6 separate regions of the Sus scrofa genome follow, and all the other regions are linked to region 1. The links are chromatin contacts, called in public Hi-C, HiChIP or PLAC-seq and promoter capture Hi-C maps. All regions are on one chromosome and are shown on one strand. Each heading gives the region's core, a stretch centred on a gene start, on an enhancer-like site or on the middle of the called end of the contact. The rest is flanking DNA. Distances are from core to core; before and after follow the strand shown.

The links. Promoter capture Hi-C pulls out the DNA fragments that hold promoters and counts their contacts. A called contact is a pair of places that touch in the nucleus more often than the background predicts. HiChIP or PLAC-seq counts read pairs in DNA pulled down with a chosen protein or histone mark.
Region 2: a contact with region 1 is called in a promoter capture Hi-C map of liver, with 8 times the contacts expected there. The contact joins the promoter of METTL3 here to the promoter of PARP2 in region 1. A contact is called at or near these places in 1 of 5 promoter capture datasets (liver) and 1 of 2 datasets of contacts at active chromatin or transcription factors (alveolar macrophages).
Region 3: a contact with region 1 is called in a Hi-C map of liver, with 4 times the contacts expected there. The contact joins the promoter of TOX4 here to the promoter of PARP2 in region 1. A contact is called at or near these places in 2 of 47 Hi-C or Micro-C datasets (liver and skeletal muscle).
Region 4: a promoter capture Hi-C map of fetal liver shows a contact between it and region 1, with 5 times the contacts expected there. The contact joins the promoter of LOC106504487 here to the promoter of PARP2 in region 1. A contact is called at or near these places in 2 of 5 promoter capture datasets (fetal liver and liver) and 3 of 47 Hi-C or Micro-C datasets (heart right ventricle, liver and retroperitoneal adipose tissue).
Region 5: a Hi-C map of skeletal muscle shows a contact between it and region 1, with 3 times the contacts expected there. The contact joins the promoter of HNRNPC here to the promoter of PARP2 in region 1. A contact is called at or near these places in 3 of 47 Hi-C or Micro-C datasets (heart right ventricle, liver and skeletal muscle) and 1 of 2 datasets of contacts at active chromatin or transcription factors (skeletal muscle).
Region 6: a contact with region 1 is called in an H3K27ac HiChIP or PLAC-seq map of alveolar macrophages. The contact joins the promoter of ZNF219 here to the promoter of PARP2 in region 1. A contact is called at or near these places in 2 of 5 promoter capture datasets (fetal liver and liver), 6 of 47 Hi-C or Micro-C datasets (alveolar macrophages, fetal skeletal muscle, heart right ventricle and 3 more) and 2 of 2 datasets of contacts at active chromatin or transcription factors (alveolar macrophages and skeletal muscle).

The regions. Positions count from the first base shown.
Region 1 is chr7:78,549,856-78,552,968 of Sscrofa11.1, forward strand. PARP2 (poly [ADP-ribose] polymerase 2) reads right to left here and starts at 1,538. Exons shown (of 16, transcript XM_005656314.3): 1 at 1,394-1,538; 2 at 349-498. The coding sequence starts at 1,436.
Region 2 is chr7:77,660,433-77,663,545 of Sscrofa11.1, forward strand. METTL3 (N6-adenosine-methyltransferase 70 kDa subunit) reads left to right here and starts at 1,513. Exons shown (of 11, transcript XM_003128580.5): 1 at 1,513-1,840. The coding sequence starts at 1,741.
Region 3 is chr7:77,697,418-77,700,530 of Sscrofa11.1, forward strand. It overlaps TOX4 (TOX high mobility group box family member 4), which reads right to left and starts at 1,535. Exons shown (of 9, transcript XM_001929118.6): 1 at 1,410-1,535; 2 at 1,134-1,202. The coding sequence starts at 1,415. RAB2B (ras-related protein Rab-2B) reads left to right here and starts at 1,490. Exons shown (of 8, transcript XM_013978245.2): 1 at 1,490-1,868; 2 at 2,106-2,177. The coding sequence starts at 1,823.
Region 4 is chr7:77,779,693-77,782,805 of Sscrofa11.1, forward strand. LOC106504487 reads right to left here and starts at 1,529. Exons shown (of 3, transcript XM_021099305.1): 1 at 989-1,529. The coding sequence starts at 1,495. CHD8 (chromodomain-helicase-DNA-binding protein 8) reads left to right here. Exons shown (of 37, transcript XM_021099301.1): 37 at 1-456. The coding sequence ends at 43. SUPT16H (FACT complex subunit SPT16) reads left to right here and starts at 1,276. Exons shown (of 26, transcript XM_001929180.6): 1 at 1,276-1,803. The coding sequence starts at 1,630.
Region 5 is chr7:77,919,563-77,922,675 of Sscrofa11.1, forward strand. HNRNPC (heterogeneous nuclear ribonucleoprotein C (C1/C2)) reads left to right here and starts at 1,583. Exons shown (of 8, transcript NM_001243694.1): 1 at 1,583-1,711.
Region 6 is chr7:78,026,974-78,030,086 of Sscrofa11.1, forward strand. ZNF219 (zinc finger protein 219) reads left to right here and starts at 1,587. Exons shown (of 5, transcript XM_021099309.1): 1 at 1,587-1,907. It overlaps TMEM253 (transmembrane protein 253), which reads right to left. Exons shown (of 9, transcript XR_002345950.1): 7 at 2,544-3,113.

The sequences.
Region 1 (3,113 bases), core at 288-2,787:
ATACATAACACATGTACTTCGACGGAAGTCAAAAACAGCTGTCATGGTTAGATGGAAACCTGTCATAATGAACTTTGCCCTTCCCAAGTACAGCAGTGAAACAAGTGCTGATTCAGAAGGTGATGGAAATGGGAAGGGCTATAATAGACCTTATCTACCCAGGTCTCAGTTTATCTCAGATACATGAAACTGAACATTTTGAGAAAGTAGATTAGTTGTACGGTATGCCCCACAGGTAGAAAGTTAATTATATCTTCAAGAAAGGAAGAGATAAGAGTTGAAAGAACAAGATATCCCCTAGCCTCACCCCTCCCAGGAACACTCTTGCTGGCAGATGTTCTCTCTGACCTTGCTTGTCTTCTGTCCTGTCATTGTCAGCCTTTCCTCCAGCCACAGGCTCCCTTTTCACCTGCTGCCTCTGACATCTTCGAATTTTCTTTGCAGGAGGAGTGTCTTCTGTAGCTGTTTTGCCATTAATTTTTGCAGCTTCATTTAATGCTATGGGCAAGACAAATGGACAAAGCAGCAAAAGAAAGAATGAGTACACAATGAAAAAAACACCTTTTGAAAGAAATGGATTGCGATGGTTTTGTAAATTTACAAAAAGAGTAATAACTGCCGCATCACCGTTCTTGAAAACAGTCTGAGTTCCTGAATTGCTGTTCTAGCCAAATAAAACAAAATAAAATAAAATGAAGCCTTGAGGCTCTTGTAAGACCATGCCTGAGGCATGATTCTCTTCTGCCTGTTTATCTCTTCTGTTTACTGGTGTCCCATCCCCCAAACTCCCTAAGGTGGTAGCAGAGTGCTCCGAAGTCTGTGCCTAACTAGGAGCCCAGCCCTGTCTTTTTCTAGTTGTGGAATCTTAAGTTGTTTCATCTCTTTGTACTTCAGTTGCCCCAACTGAAAAATCCAGAGGATGACAACAACAATATGGAATTTGTAGGGTGGAGCAATACATTAAGAACACAATATACAGAGAGATAGAGTATCTCATCATAAATCAATTGTATGAGCTGCATTTTATCATCTCTGAAACTGGATGCATTTTACAAGTGATAATTTACAAGCAGTGAATCATGTTTTAACTGGAAGCGTTTTTCTTTGCTTGGTGCTACATAAAATAATTAGACACCTTATAATTAATTTTTTAGATTGTATGACATTAGATATTTAAAATAGTGTTGGCACCAGGCTAGTTGTTATAGATCAACAACCTGTTATACACAATTCTGCAATCCAAAAAGCTCTTAAAACTGATTGTCAAAGTACAGCACCAAAACAAGTGCTGATTCAGAGGGCGATGGAAACGGGAAGGGCTACAGTTGACAGCACCGTTCATTTTCCGACTTCCCGCCTCCCGGCATTCCGCCCCCAGCAAAGTGCTCCGAACCTCGCGTCCGGCGGCTGCAGGTCCCTCTCCCGCGCGCAGCCATGGATCCCTAACATCGACGTCATCAACCACTTCCTAGGAATCTGCCGGCGCAGTCTCAAGGCGGGAACATGTATTGCGCGTGCGTCCTGGAGCGAAGCTGCCTGCACCGGACGGGGACGAACGCGCCACAATATTTGCATGTCGCAATGTCTTATGGGAAATCACCATAACTATGAAATCTCTCTACTTATGGGAGTTTTATAAGTGCTCACAGAAGCAGTTTTCCTACGTAGGGCGGAGAGAAGCTCATCGGTGGGGCTACGCGCTGAGTGCATTCAGTCACTCTACCCCATGTCCCTTGGGAAGGTCTGAGACTAGGGCCAAGAGCGGCCCTAACAGGGCCCTCCCTGAATCTCAGGGAGGTGAGTTCCCAGAGAACGGGTCTCCGCGCGAGGGCAGACTGGGCAGGAGATGCCATGAGACCCCGCCTTGAGGAGGGGCCTGGCGGATGCCTCCTGAGCCGGAGCTTGGAACAGACTCACGGCCAGCGAAGTGAGTTCAATGGCTGAGGTGAGGTACCCCGTCAGGGGGCCTCATAACCCAATTCAGACTACTCTCCCTCCGACCTTCTTTTAAAGAAATGCATGATTTAAGCGCATCCTGTGTGTGAGCACTGATCTTCAATAAACGAACTTGAAATACACAGAAATATCTTTTGAGGCAAGGAATATCTTGAGGTAAGGAATGGGGGGGGTTCTCAAAGATATATAGTATAAGGGAAATATTGATAAATTTGATTATATTAAAATAGAGAAATTTTGGGAATTCCCATTGTGGCCCAGCAGTAACGAACCGGACTAGGATCCATGACGACATAGGTTCAATCCCTGGCCTTGTTCAGTGGGTCAGGGATCCGATATTACCCTGAGCTGTGGTATAGGTGACAGACGTGGCTTGGATCCTGTGTTGCTGTGGCCTGATTTGGCCTGGGAACTTTCATATGCCACGAGTGTGTCCCTAAAAAGCCAAAAAAAATTAAATTAAGAAATTTTGTTCATCAACATAAATGAAGAAATTTTTTCACTACTTGCATGCTGTTTGATTACAAATATTAAAAAAAATCGGAAGATACTGGGAGATAATTTTTTTAACTCAAAAAGGAAGCTTAGCAAGGCTAATAGAAAAATAACACGTAAGAATAAATTTTATCTTTTAAAAAGAGCTTCAAAGAAATAGAAAAAGATTTTTTAGAAAAGATACAATTTAAAATAACATAAAAGCATATCAAGTACTTGGGAATAAATCTGACAAAATGTAAGTACTTGCTCAACAAAATGTTTGCTGTATTGGATTGGTTGATCTGTTTCTGAAGATAAATCAAAGCTTGTTGCATCTGACTTAATTATGGCACAAATAAGCTAGACGGGCCTAAAAGGCATTACTTTGGAAATAGGAAGATGTATAAAAATGGAAATTTATTAAAAATATCTAATATTTACTAGAGCTTTCTTTGTGTACTAGACACTGAACTAAGTGCTGTACATGCACAACCTCATTTAATCTTTATATTGATAATAACTAGAAATTATTTAGTGTTTACTATGCAGTAAGCTTTACATTTATTATTTAATTCTCACAGCAACCCTACAGGGTACGTATTATCCTTATCTCCATTTTGTAGTTCAGGAAATTGAACTTTAGAAAATTTCAATAATTTATTCTAGATCGCACAGTGTAT
Region 2 (3,113 bases), core at 263-2,762, 890 kb before region 1:
ATGCTGCCTTATGCTGTAAAGTTGGTTCAATATTAATAAATGGGTCCTAGCTCTTTTACATGACCAGAAACTCTGAAAACAAGGGGCAGGCCTTTTTAAGTTGTTCTGACAGTGTTTTGCATCTGGTTAGAACTGATAAATCAGTAGTTCCCGGAGTTCCCGTCGTGGCGCAGTGGTTAAGGAATCTGACTAGGAACCATGAGGTTGCGGGTTCGATCCCTGCCCTTGTTCAGTGTGTTAACGATCTAGCGTTGCCGTGAGCTGTGGTGTAGATTGCAGACGCGGCTCAGATCCCGCGTTGCTGTGGCTCTAGCGTAGGCCGGGGGTTGCAGCTCCAATTCGACCCCTAGCTTGGGAACCTCCATATGCCGCGGGAGCGGCCCAAAGAAATAGCAAAAAGACAAATAAATAAATAAATAAAAATTAAAAAAAAAAATCAGTAGTTCCCAAATGCTTCTGTTCAGAGGATGCAATGGGAACAAAGTTTGTAAGTTTACCACACACAGAAGTACACTTTGGCTCAGTTAATTTTCACAAAGAATGTATTTATGCAATCCCAGAATAAGAAACACAGCACAACCAGAACCTCAAGAAGCCCCTTAGTGCCGCTTCTGAGGATTCTATTTTGTTTGTTTTTGTTTGTTCTTTTGGCATGTGGAAGTCCCCTGGCCAGGGATCAAACCTGAGTCACAACAGCAACCAGAGTGGCTGCAGTGACAATGCAGGATCCTTAACCTGCTGTACCAGAAGTGAACTCCTGAGGACTCTGTTTTAATGTATCAGACATGACACTTGTAGATTTGATATAAGTAAGAATATGTATTTGTAGACTCCGTATATTATCTCTGTTCATCAGTCCTCCTCTGTCAAAGAAGCATACATAACAGCTATATTTTTGTAAACAAATGCATGGAAACATGAACCTACACCTTCAGTGGAAAAGGCATGTTAGTATCAAACTGTCAAAAGAAATCAGTGATCCTTCATTTAAAAATATCTGGGTGTTCCCCTTATGGCTCAGCATTAAAGAGCCTGACTAGAATCCATGAGGACTGGTGTACCATCCCTTGGCCTCCCTCAGTGTTGGGGTTAAGTATCCCATGTTGCTGTGAGCTGTTGGTGTAAGTCACAACACAGCTCGAGTTCCTGCATTGCTGCAGCTCTGATTTGACCTCTTGCCTGAGAACTTCCGCATGCTTCAGGTGAGGCCCTAAAAAAGCAAAAAAAAAAAAAAAAAATCTGTGAATTCACCTGGTGGCCTAATGGTTAAGGAATTAGTGTTGTCTGCTGTGGTTCGGGTTTGATCCCTGTCCGGGAACTTCCGCATGTCCGAGGCGAGGCTACACTCGCACCAGCACCCCTACCTTGGGTGCTTTAACAAGAGTCAACTATCAGGACGCATTTCCTAATAATCAACATGGCCGCATGCGCGGCTATAAGCAAGATGGCCGCTCTGCCAGGCACCAATATGGCAACCCCAGCTTCACCGCTTCCGGTAGCGCGAAAGACCGTCACTGAAAAACATATCCGCCACTCCGCTAACATTTAAGGTGGCTCCTCATTTCAGTTCCAAAGCGAGAGCGAAACGGGAAATGACTTTCTATCTGGCGCATCTCTCAGGACCTCCTTCCGGTTAGCCTTGGGGAGTACGCGTGAGAGTTGGAAATTTCGTGGAGCCAGTGCTGGGAGGTGCTAGTCGGCTACCCCTTGTTCGAGACGTGTCCCGGCTGTGGGACTAAAATGTCGGACACGTGGAGCTCTATCCAGGCCCACAAAAAGCAGCTGGACTCGCTGAGGGAAAGGCTGCGGCGGAGGCGGAAGCAGGACTCAGGGCACTTGGGTGAGGCGCTGGGCTGTTGGGCTGATGCTTACCCCGGGAGGGAGGGAGGGAACCCAGGAGGGAACCGTGGAGAAAAAGCTCCTGAGTCAGAGCCTTTGCCCAAATGGCCATTTCTTTAATGCTTCATAAGTTGGTACTCTTCTCTTCCCCTTCAGCCGTACAGACGCCTTGCCCTCTGGCAAGTAGTCGCGTTCCTTCCCACCCTGGCCCCTGGTCCCTCCGGTTCACCACTTTCCCGGGACGGAAGCTCCCATTCGTCCCCAACCCTGCCTCTCCACGTCTGGTTGACTCCTCTTGAAAGTCTCCTTTGCTAGGCCTTTCAGGCCCCTTCCCTCGAGCAGCAAGTCCCCTCTTTGGATTATTCCCATGGCTCTTTGTTCGTCCCTCGGTTATAGCAATTGCTTTGTAGTGGTTGTTTCTCTGAGACTGTGGGCAGTGTAAGAGCAAGTACGAATCTGTATACACAGGGACCATCTCATTGGCCCTCACAGAGCTGGCACAGGGTGTTGCTAAGTGAGTAGAGAAACTGGCATTGTCTTAGCCATTTACATATCAAACAATCTGGAAACATTTGTTTTTAAACTTTTTCACCCCTTCCGTTGCCCTCTGTGTCACAGTCATAAAACTTGAAGGAACCTCAAATGATTGTCTTGTCTTTTGCATTCCACATCCCCAGCACAAGCCTTGAATTAGCTAAAGCAAATCAATGGAAGATCTACAAGGATAATGAATCCATACCATTCTTGTAGCTTGTTTCTCTGTCAGTGTACTTGAGTCCATCTCTAAATCTTGTGTTGAAATACGTGAGGTCCACACATTCATTCTGATCTTTGGAAATGGAAAATGCCCTGGCAAGACTCTTACGCCATAATAAATAAACATCTATTGAGTATCTACAATGTACATGAGTCTAGTAAGACAAAAATAAGTAAAACAGTGTCCCTGCCCTCAAGGAATTTAAAATTTAGTTGGGAATAAAGGATTGGTACTTTTATTTATTTATTTTTTGGTCTTTGCCTTTTCTAGGGCTGCTTCCCTCGGCATATGGAGGTTCCCAGGCTAGGGATCCAATCAGAGCTGTAGCCACCAGCCTACACCAGAGCCACAGCAACGCAGGATCTGAGCCGCATCTGCAACCTACACCACAGCTCACGGCAACACCGGATCCTTAACCCACTGAGCAAGGCCAGGGATCGAACCTGCAACCTCATGGTTCCTAGTCGGATTCGTTAACCACTGTGCCACGACGGGAACTCCGGATTGGTACTTTTAA
Region 3 (3,113 bases), core at 285-2,784, 850 kb before region 1:
TCATTTCCACTGCGCCCCAAAGCGGAACTCCTAGTTTTATATTGTTTCTAAATTTGCTGCTCATTTATAACACATTCTCCTGTTTAGGAGAATAAAACAAACAGTAAATGCAATGAAGAAAATATGAACAAATAGCAAATGACCCTTGCTAATCAAATTCTCATCCGTGAAAACATTAAGATTTATTATAGGATAAGTTCATTCAACAGCAACTGAGAATTTTTGTTACAAAAAGCTAACAAAAATGGTTTACGACATGTTTGAAAACAAAATCCTCAAAAGATACTGGAAAGTTCATAACTTCAGTTTCTTAAGACTGAGAAATTTATTTGTATCTGTTCCATCTTTCCCTTTTGCCTTGCCTAAGCAAATGACGCATACTTATGACAGTATTTCAACTAAAACTTTTCCAGTAATACTAAAGGACCTCACCATGACCATTACATTTACCTCACAACGTCATAAGAAACTATTATTACAGCCATTTGACAGCTGGGGAAACTGTGACATACAAAGGTGAAGTAAGCTGCTCAAACTCTGAGTCACTGGCAAACAGAAACACATATTCTACTCAACTCCATGTTTTCTGAAGGCAACTATTTCCTTTCATACTGTCGCTAGCAAAACAAGCTAACACCACGTAAGTAAACATAACTTTTTAAAAAATCACTGAGTAGAAAATTTTAATGAAACAAAGACCCCTTCAACAGAGTACGTTTTAAGAGTGAACACATGTCATAGTTATCCTCTACTAGGTAAACTCCTTCCCTCTCCCCAATTTCTTTGGCTGAAACACCTCCCTGCTGCGATCCCCCAAGATTGTTTTAGTTACTTCTCCTTCACAGAAAGAGAAATTCCATTCTGGATTCCAATCCGGAATCACTCTGAAATAAACAGGTACGCTCTTTTCAAGGTCTTGCTCTTCTGATGACAACAACTTCCCAGGCCCTCCCCAGAGCTCTCATAGGCTCTGGAAGCAACTGCCACTCTTCTGCAAACATCAATCACGGCCCCGGATTCCCAACCACCAGCCCCCGGCGTCCACGCTCCCCTCCCCACCACCCTACCCCACCTCCTCTGCCTCAGCAGCCCCCCACCCCCCCGCCGCCGTAACGTCGGCAGCTCTTGCTCACCTCGGCCCCTGACAGGAAGGGGTGCGAGGGTCCAGTGATCGTCAGGTAATTGTCACTTCCTCCGGGAAACTGGAAACCAAAAGAAAGCCGCGAGGATGTTAGAGGAAGTAGGGAATTAGGTTGGAGCGACGGATTCTGACCCCGACATTATGACAACATTCCCGAAACTCGGCTCTCTCCCCTCCCGGCAGCCGCCTCTCCGCCCGACTTCCCATCTCTGCTTCAACCCCGTCAGCCGCGTTCTCTCGCCAGCCTTCTTAGCGCTCAGGCGCTTACCTCCATCTTCACACAACGGCTACCACAGCCTCAGTGCCCTCATCGCTCCCACCGCCTCTACAGGACACGGAACTGCCGTCACTTCCGCAACGACGTGCGTGGCTCTCAGCTGACTGGAAGGAGCGCCGTGGGGCTGTTGTGAGTCAGGCCCGGGAAAGCCGAGCGGACTGAAAGGCTAGCTATCGCCCCCTGGATCTTGGTGGTATTATGGCATGTAGAAGTGTTGGAGGCGCCGCCGGAGGTGGTATCTGGGTATTACCGTCGCTCCGACTGAAAGAGGATTTCGAGGGAGAGCAATAGAGACGTGATCTGGGCTAGAAGGGACCGGAGGTCCGTAGATTGCGTGGCTAGAGAGGCCGGAGGTAAGTGGCTGTAGAAGTCGGGCGGACCCGGAATCCAGAGGAAACGGGACCATGACTTATGCTTATCTCTTCAAGTACATCATCATCGGGGACACAGGTAACCCGCAGACAACAGCTCTCAGGCAGGGGCGGGAATCCGAAGGGCCCAAATCGGGTCTTGGGGGCGGGGCTCATTTAGTGGGCTGGGCCATTAAGTGAGGAGCGGGCGGGGGCGGGGCGGCCGGCCGGGGGCGGGGCTCGGGGCTTGGGGCTCCCCTTCCCCAGTCCCTGATGCCCCGACTTTGGACTGTTCCCCTGCCGTGTAACTGCTAGAACCCACGTCCTCCTTTTTCAGGTGTGGGGAAGTCATGTCTCCTCCTGCAGTTTACAGACAAGCGGTTCCAGCCGGTCCACGACCTCACAATAGGTAAGTACATATTACCTGTCTTAAAGTAGATTATGAAATCTGATTACCTGAAGTGGAAATTTAGCAGCTTTTAGTGTTCAAAGTAAAACATTACCTGCCCTACTTTTTGAACTAGTCCAAAGTTACATTGAGTCTCTAATCAAATGCTGATAAATGGGGAGTAGTGTAATTGGGAGTAAATAATTGAAAAGTAACTAAGAGTTGAGTATGGAGGTGTGGATTAGCTGCCTGTAGGATTTTTTTCCCCAAAATGTAATTTGTATGCTTACGGAAAATCCCACTAAAGCGGAATTACTTATTCAGAAACTAACCTTGTTTTGCGGTAAATTAGTGCGAACTTCACGTGTTTTTCAAAGTAATTACTATATAGATTTTGTGTGTGTGTGGGAGAAGAATAAGCACACTGAAGAGCCATCCCAGACTTAAAATTAAAAGGTAGATGAAGCGAGTAACTTTTCCTTTAAAGAAAAGAGTATGATCGAGTTCCAAAAACAAACTGGTGATACTGGGACATATGAATGTCTTCACACATTTGAAATTAGCTATAGCCTGCTGGGGCCTATACATCCCCTTTCATATCTCCATAACCCCAGCCCAAATAAAGAATATATGTGTTAAACTAGCCTTCCTTGCAGATGTTTCTGAATAAAAGCCTGATTTCCCATTCTTACCAGATTGCCACTTCCAAGTCCCCCCCTTTTGGAAGTCTGAAGCTGCCACTACTCCCAAGGACTTACTCAGAACCCAAATAGCTGATGGGGTTCAAAAAGGATTTAGAGGAAAAATCAACAGGAGAAGATTTTTGCAAATAGTTATTAAGTGAACAACCAACCATACTGTGCAAGGTGCTAATGATACAGTGCTTTTTTTTTTTTTTGGTCTTTTTAGGGCCTCGCCCACACATATGGAGGTTCCCAGGCTAGGGGTCCAATCAGA
Region 4 (3,113 bases), core at 279-2,778, 770 kb before region 1:
GATGCCAGCCAACTCAGACTCCAGCGAAGATGCTGATGACTGAAGCCCCAGCATGGTCCCCATTGCTTGGGTGGCGGCTATACTTTCATTTACTCTGGCCCTTGGACTATGGAAAAGTGGGAGGGGCAGGGGAGATGTGGGGAAACCCAGGACTCCAGGAGGTGACAAGGAAAAAGAAAACGTGTACCTGATTACTTCCAAATTTGAAAGGATCGGGTGGGTAGGGGAACTCCTAAAATAATACGTGGCTACTTCCTCCTTTCTGGGGAAGGAAAGGAGACTAGAGCAGCTGATATGCTCACCCCTCCCTAGACACCTCCATTAACCACAGACTATGTAGCGCCGGCACTAGCCTCTGGCAGAGCCTGTTCCTGACCGAACTGTGGATACAGCTGGAGGGTCAGGAACTGTTACCTTCCTTCCCCTTGGCATTAATAAATTTAAGTTAATCCTTTCCCACTCTTCCCTTGTCCTATATTTGCTCAAACCCAATATAAATATTAATTTTGAGTTGATATTCATGATTTCAACACCACTTTCCTAACTTCATTACTGTTCGCGTGAAGTTACCTTGGATAGGACAGACAAGTTATTGGTACTCTATTAAAGGATTATATGTAAGTGGAGGTTGTCCAGCTTGCCAAAAGGCAAAGAAATGATCTAAGCCAAGTAGTAGGCAAAATGTTGTTCCAGATTCAAACTCCAAGTTCTTAGAAGAGATGAGAAGGAAGAATTTCGTCAAGACCCATGTACACTTTATTTCGAATTAACTGAAATAATGGTGCTTTGGGGAAGCCCTAAGAATGGTGTCACTTAATGAACTGCTGCAAGGGGACTGGCTGACTAGAAGGACGCTGTCACAACCTCACGGGGAAATGGATTTTGTGAATTCTCTCAAGCCACGTATTTCCTACGACCTTCCTCTAACATCCCAGCGCTCAAATGAAGCCTGGGCATTTTATTTTCCTTTCTAAGGCCAAGTCCTTACCCCACAGTGCGTGTCGTAGTTCAGTTTATGTGCAGGGCAGGCTCCCTCTTCCTGGTTTGGGCGCTCTGTCCGCGCGAAGCCCCTGACCCAGCGTCCCAGCAACGAGAATCCTTCCAACCCTAAAGTAGCAGAGGCTTTTACTTTCCCACCTTTTCTAGGAGGGGAACGTACCCGGTTACGCTGTAGTCTTCCCACTACCATCCCACGCCAGATCCCGCTCTTTCCGCTTCCCTTCCTTTGCCGATGGGTGGGGCCATTACACCCGCGCGCTGCTCCCTGTGTGGGGCGGGGTCGGTACGTCAGGCCACCCGCCTCCTTCGCCTGGTTCAGCCTCCGCCGCTTCGGCAAGTAGTTGGATCTCCTGGAAACCGCAGCCTGGCAGAGAGTAAGGGCGGGGACAGTGTCACGTGATGACGTCGCCTCGCGTGCGGCTGTTGCTAAATTGACAAGGAAACCCCGCGAAAATCTAGACTCTTTTAGCGTTGCACATTTTGTTACTCTCCCCATTCTTTTCCTTCCTCTTTTCTCCCTAACCTCCGGAGAGAGGATTATATTAAAAAAAAGTGAAGGAAAAAAAAGAAAACAGAAAAATACCCAAGCGCTGCCGGGACCCGGAAGCGGAAAGGGCATCTTTGAGGTCGATGCTTCCGGGTCACTGGGAGAGTGCGGGATTCCGGGGCCGAGAGAGGGTGGCGGAGCCGGGACCTCGCGTGATTCTCGGAACCCGAGGAGGAGCGGCGTCTGTGGCTATGGCTGTGACTCTGGATAAAGACGCTTATTACCGGAGAGTGAAGCGACTGTACAGCAATTGGAGGGTGAGATAGAACTCGTAATTTTACCTAGGGAGACCCCCTTTGCCATCCCATAATAACCCCGTTTCTCGGCGCCTTTTTTCCCCCTTTCCGTCGGGAATTCGCGGGTTCAGTGTCGCGCCCCTTTAGTTGCTCCAGGATCATTTACTGCAGGAGGCCCCGAGGGCCGCCAGGTAGCAGGGAATCCCCCGCAATCATCCTCCCCTGCGGCCATCACCATCTTCCCCGCGTGCCAGCCCCCGTCATGCATAACAGCCACCTCTCGTAGTCTCTTCCCGCCCTAGAAGAGGCATCCTCACCCCTCCCTCCCACTCCGTGATCGCGTCTTGCTGCCCCTTCCTGCAGTGTTCACACACACCCACGCATTCGCTCTGTCCTTCCAGAACCAGAGTGTTGCGCCCTAGGTCCCGCCAGAATTACAACCATTTCGTAAAGGATGGATGGAGGGCCAAGGAGGATGTGAATCGGGCTCTCCGCGTTTATCTTTTGCTGAACTGTTGCTGGAGTTAAAAAAAGAAATACTGCTCACGCTCAACCGCCTCATGTTCTAGGCCCTGCCGTGGGTAACACAGAAACCTAACGCTGAAAACCTGCAGGCTTTAGTAATACAGAAAATGTTGTGATGCCTAATACCTCATTAGTTTTCCTCCTTGATTGAGTATGTGGGGCACGTGTTCAGAAAAAGCTGTTGAGGTTCTCAGTCTTTCAAAAGCTTGGGTATTTTTGCTGCTTTAAAAAGTCCACAGCTAAAATTTTATTTATTCAAATATTTGATTGCATCCTCTGGTGGATTTTGAGCTATCTGGCTTAAGTCTGGCCTCTGAACTCTGTCATTCAAGGAGGATAAAACTAAGGAAGACTTTTTAAAACCTGATAAGCGCCATGACAAAAATAATCAGTTCTGATTTCAGCGTTGTAAATTGCCTACCAAACTACTTCTCTGCTAAAAACTAAACTATTAAAATTGGTCATTTCCCTACCGTTCATATCAAAGGTTCCTGTGCATGATTCATCCTTTGAGCACAAATGCATTAGATAATTGAAGATAAAATGGATTATCTGCATTTTATGATAAGCCAAAATAAGGACTCTATGCTAGACAAATGCTGAACATAAATTTTATTTAAAAACTTTATTGGTTAATTTCTACATGTTTCTACAGTTTCTCTCACTGTCATATTAAAATTTGAACATGATCCATACTAAAAAAGAAAAACTTTATAAATGCACCAGTATTTCCTAGAGATTTTTACTGTTGTGTGAGTAATAATCAAAAGCCCTTTCTTCCCACCTATAGACGCTGAAGTTATACG
Region 5 (3,113 bases), core at 333-2,832, 630 kb before region 1:
GCTGGTGCGGCCCTAAAAGACAAAAAATAAAATAAAATAAAATAAATTTCTAGGCCCAAAATGGAGTCGCTTCTGTTGGAAGTGTCATATTAGCAAAATTCATCTTTATGTTCCTGTAAAGGCTCAGCTTGACCAGATCTGCAGTATATCCGGTTAGCCAATCCCCAAATGCCATACTTTTAGGCTCTGTACTTATTTCCTGGTTCCCTAATCTTACTAAATAAGGTCAGATACACAACCCCAGCTGATCATACCGATTACCTTGCTGCTTCTAATGCTGTATAAAACGTACTCTTGCCCCAACTCCCTGGGGAAGTGTGCTCCACTGCTTGTGAGTCACTGTACTCTTCCAACCATGGACTGCTCTCCCTAAGTAAATGACATTCAACTTGTTACTAAATGGCCTTTTTTTTTTTTTTTTCCATTTGATAGGTAACAAGTAATTTCCTTGTGAATCTCTCTGGAATTCAGACATAATTCAAAATTAATGCATAAAACTGTATTCACATATACATATATTCCATAAGATGTATACAGATGGTATCACATTATCTAGATAGTATTCTGCATCTTGCTTTCTCTAACTGTACAGAGAAATATCCTTCATTCCTAGCATAGCTGGACCTATCCCACTGTGTGCATGGCTGCTATAATATAACCAGCGGGACTGGCAGGCGATGCCTGGAGCCAGAAGGTGGGAGACTAGCTATTTCAGATGAGGGGAAGAAGGGAGCAGATTTGGGGGACGAGCAGGGGGTAGGATTAGATGGGCAAGCCAATTCTGGTTGGCATGTAGGGTATTCGTGAAATGATTTGGGGCCAGAGGATGGGTGCTGTAATACTTCAGGCCAACATTTTAGACTTTCTTTACCTTTTGCAGTGGAGAGGAATAAGGAAGTCAGCTGTTTTGGGTGAGATACAGGTTGTCTAAAGAAGGGCTTGACAGGTTAAGTGTTGTCCAAATGGGAGCTCTAAGGTTGGAGTTTTGCAGGATTGGTTACTTTTCTAGTCCTTGGTGCTCCCTCCCAATTCTAAGAAAAGTGTTTTCTTTATCCACACAGCAGTATAGAGGATTCATTCGGAGATTCCTGCTTCCCTTTACCTAGGCCCGGAGCTAGGGCACATCCTTTGAGCCGCTACCAAACAAAATCCCGCAATCCTTCCCCGCCCCCGCGCCGCCGGAATTCCGAGATCCCGGCGGGCCTTCTACCAGGTTCTCTAAGGAGCAGTGATAGGATCCCGTAGCCGCCAATCACAACCTCCCGGATACCCGGATATGAAGTGGTGCGCGGTACAAAGGCAGGTTTCCACCTACCGCTTCGTCAGTTACAGTGGCCAATAAGCATTTCTCAGGTGATAAATGACAGGAAAAATAACCAGTTACAAACTAATTTCGCTCACGCATGTGGAAATTCTCTTGCTTAGTCTAACCCACCACTGATTGTGATTGGACAGAATTGTGAAGAGCGGTAGAACTGTCTAATTAGAAGCGGGAGCGAGAAAAAGCTCAGCCAATAGGAAGAGTCCTAGAAGTGGGGCGGGGACTAGGCCTTCGCCTCGGCGGCAGAGGAGACTCGGGGGCCATTTTGTGAAGAGGCGAAGACTGAGCGGTTGCGGCGGTGTTGCCGACCTCGAGCAGCAGTCCGCTTCTCCACGTAGAACCCGGGAGTAGGAGATTCAGAATCGAATCTCTTCTCCCTCCCCCCTCCTGGTAAGTGGAGGGGGTGGAAGCAGGGGAGTCGCTGGGTTCCTTGGGGAGCGCGAGGGGGTGTGGGAGAAGACGGGGGAACCCTCCTCTCGGTAGAGTAAGCAGGCCCCCGTTTATTCTATTTGCACGGGGGGATTAGATCTTATGCAAGAGAGTTTTATAGGCCTCAGCCCTTGCGTGGATTTTTAACCTAATGTCCTCTAGGCCAGGATCGGCAGGGAGAATGTCCTTTTTCTTCTTCTCGCTCTCCTGTGTTAACGGCTGCTGTCCTTTCATTTTCTATGACCATGAGGTCTCTAAGAGAGATCATGAAAGGGAAGATCGAAATGCTCATTAGTATAGTCCTGTAAATTTAAAAATTGAGCGGGGGATGGGAAGGGTTATCAAGCAGATATTTATTGTACCGCAAGCCTCTAAATTCTGGAGCGTACCACAGGGTATAGTAATAAATATAACAATAGGTTTAATATTTTACCGGTTAGTTTTTGTTTCACTCCTCCCTGAGCAAATGATGGACTTCGACGTAGTTATTTTCAATTCTATTTTTTAAATTGTAATCTCATTTACATATTAACAGTAATAATGAAAGCTGGCTTTTTATCTACAGGTTACAAATCACTTGAAATATATAAGTTAGTGGAGCTTGCTTGAGGTAGGTATTACTGTCTTTCTCAGATAGAAACCGCAGCATGAGAGTGTGGATTGCCAGGGTCGTATTAAATCAGTAGCAGGAGTAGTAAGGAATTTGGCCACTAGGTTAAATTAAATGGCTTTTCCTACCTCTTGATGTGGTAGATACTAACATACTGTATTTGAATCTTTACAAGAACGTAATTACAGCAACCACTAGCGGTAATTGGAAATTCCCAAACTGCCCTTGGGAAAAATATTAAATTATGAGAATTACATATACTATTGTTGTAACTTCCTAAGACAATAAAGTTTGACTTTCAGGGTATTCTGGCATGCATTTTACAGATCATCCAAACGTTGACCAAAAAAAATGCGTGCCTGTATGCTTTTTATTAAGTAGGTATTATAGTGCTTATTATTTGCTAGGTTCTGAAGCATTCAAGTTTTTTCCTAAACTTGCAAAAATTATGTGGGTTTTTTAGTAGTATCACATTCGCATATCAGATCCTTTTTTTAATTCTTGTGTAAGATTTAGGTGATTTTATTTTTCATAACGTGTTGCTTTCACAAAAGCTAGTATTAGCACAGTTTAAACCAGTGCTGCAGAATAAATTCATCCCTTAGGAAACATACTTCATAGGCGCTGAAAGTATTCTTATTTTACATAGCTATGTACTTGTTCCCTCACCATGTAGATAACTGTTCTAATTGTAGTAAGAATCAAAAACGTTGCTTGGGAGTTCCCGTCGTGGCGCAGTGGTTAACGAATCCG
Region 6 (3,113 bases), core at 337-2,836, 520 kb before region 1:
TTCAAGATTTGAATTTTAGAAGCCTTGAGGGCCAACGAGAACTGCACATCCAAAACCTGAATTTATAGCTTATTTTTGTATAATGAGAGACAATAACTGAAGGACCATAGGCCGAATCTGTTGATTTTTAAAATTGTAATCATCAACATTTTATTTTATTTACTTTTTTTTTTTTTTTTTTTTTTAGAGCTGCACCTCCGACATATGCAAGTTCCCAGGCTAGGAGTCAACAATTGGAGCTGCAGCTGCCAACCTATACCACAGCCACGTGAGATCCAAGCCGCATTTTTGACCTATACCACAGCTCAAGGCAACGATGGATCCTTAACCCAATGAACAAAAAGGCCAGAGATCGAACCCACATCCTCATGGATATCAGTCAGGTTCATATACAAAAGGAACTGCCTCAGCATTTTAAAATCAGATGATTCACATTTAAAAAGTCAGAATTTCTGACCTTTATAGGAAAATTGGAACAATGGCAATACCAAGCCCCCAGTCCCACATGGGAATAATTGGGTAGAATTGGGTTAAAGTCTTTAAATAGAATGTGGGCTCCTCTAGTTTTCCATAGTTCCTATGACTCCCTATTAACTCATACCTAATCTGCTTCACTCCTCTTCCCTATCGGAAAAACCTCCAAAGTGTTTAACAGTTTTAAAGTTTTTTTTTTTTTTTCATGTGTAATTTTATTTGAGCCTTGGTCCTCCAGTTAGGTTGAGGGTAAATACTATAACCTCCATTTAAGCAAAATGTAGTTCATAGAGGTCTGACTTGCCCAAACTTACACATCAAATTTCCTGTCTCCCAGTCTTACCATTATCCTGGGGGAGGGGGGGGGAGTTTCTATTGAGAACTTCATTTAGTGGAACAAAACCAAAGAACAAAACCAAAGTAGATATGCGCATAACTGCTGGAACAGATGAATACCAACTGCTAAGCTGTTCAACAAATCACTGCAAATGGCTACCTCCTCTTCCTTTAATGAAGTATTTCTGCTTCCCTTCCCCTTCCAGGCATATGTAAAGATTGCCCTTCTGGCCATCTTGAAGTTGGATATGGCTATATGGCTTGCTTTGGCCAATGAAGTGTGAGCAGAAGTGATATGTATCCCTCTGAGGCAGAAACATTTAAAAGTCTATGAACAATTCTTCATGCTTACTTCACAACTGGGCAAGCTGGTGGTGGTGAGGGGTATTAGTCTCATGGTGTCATGGTAGGATCTCAAAATGGTAGTGCTCCATGGGCTTGGGTACCTGCGTAACTTACAATGTTCAGAGTACCCTGCCAGACTCCCTAAACCTTTGGGGCTTTAGGTTTCAGGGCACTGAAATTTTGGCATTGTTACCACATCATAATCTCACCAAACCTGACTGATATAAGGTTCATCTGCATGGTGACTGAATTCTCCAAGAAGTAAAATGCAACTCCTAGACATCTGATTATATCACTAAAAGCTGCTGCTTCTATTTGGAATGAATTGCTGATTTTTACCCTCAGCTTCCTCATCTACTATCACCTTCTGAGTTTTAAGAAAATTATTTTGAGTCCTTCACACATGAGCTCTCCATTATTCTAGATTGGGAGGAGGCGGCGAAGGGGGAGGCCCAGATCTTGTTTTCTCCATTTCAGAACCTAATCCCAGAACTGTCCCCACCCACAAATACTCACACAATCTTGTCATAGGGCGACTATTACCACTCCCAAGGTGTCACAAACAGAAAGGAGCTGCCCCTGGCGCCACTGCAATGTCAGGGCAAGGCAGCCAGGCTGCGCTCTTTCCTTACTGGTGCTTGGGCTTGGCTAAGCCCGGAGAAGCAGCATTCTCTAGGGAAAGAAGCCTTCTCAAGTGGGAACAAAAATGAGTGTGAGGCGCACACCCATCCTGGGCACTTTGTGAATTTGGGGTGAGTTCTCATAGTAATGCAGCTCTGGTCAACTTCTAGTTTCTCTAGCGGCTAGTAAGCTGTCGGGCTGGTACAACTGGGTGCTCCCAGTTTTCCTGGGCTTTTCTCAAGCCCACCTGAGCTCGTCATCTTTGCACATTTGCAAAGGTCATAAACGGTGGGGGTTGAGCGCAACCAGAGCTTCAGCAACCGCACCTCAGCAGCCGGGATCGAAGGTCGGCGGGGCTGCTGAGAGGCTGAGCCTGCGCAGTCCCGCTCCCGCCTTGGAGAGAAAGGGTGGCGGCGACGCGGGCTCGTTACACCGGCGTGCTCGCAAGAGGCGGGAAAGCCTTAGGTCGGGTCGCCGTGTCCCTCCTCTTCCTGCCCCATCCACCCGTCTGGCCAGCCCGTCCTCCTCAGGCGCCTAGGCCCGGGGGGAGGGGGATGAAAAGGGCCCTGGGCTTCTGACTCATCATCTCCAACCCCTTTCTCGCGCGCGCTCCAAGTCTCAGGACTTTGAACCTGGGCACTGTGGGAGGGGGCACGGCGACAACATCTGTGGAAACCCCAGCTCTGCTGAGGGCCAGCCCTCCGCCCCTGCCCGTCTCCGAAGCTGTCAGAGGGAGGACTGTGGACCCACAGTCAACTCTCAGTTACCGAGATTGGGGTGGTGGCGGCCCCTCTCAGAATAGCCCGCCCGGCTCCTCCCTGCACACGGGGCCAGTGGTCGCGTCCGAGGAAACTCTCGGCTAGGCCCTGACTTCCAGCGCTTGGCGTCACTCAGCAGATGCACAGCGCCCCCACCGCGGAGGAAAGGCTCTTTATTTCCCAGCAGGCCACGGGGCAGCGGGGCATCCTGGGACTTGTAGTCTCCGCTAGAGTAGAAAGGAACCGCCTCTGACTGAGAACTAAAGCACGAGTGAATTGACTTCAGAGAGTAGGCGTGTACGGAAACCCGGGTTTGGAGTGGTTGGGACTGTGAAAGTTGGAAATCTTGGAAATAGTGAGATGAGGCAAATGTGAAGCTGTACTGGGAGGCAGTGGGAAGGAAAGAAAAGTTGGAAGGAGGGTAAGGACAGATGGGAGGAAATCAGTCTAGCTGATAGCTGTTTAAGGATATCTTGCAGGCGGGCAGATTTTTAGGGTAGTGAGGTGATGGAAGACTTGGTCTGGGTATTGCTGTCTCCAGAAGGGAAGGGAAAAGAATGGGGCCCTGGTCTGACTGAA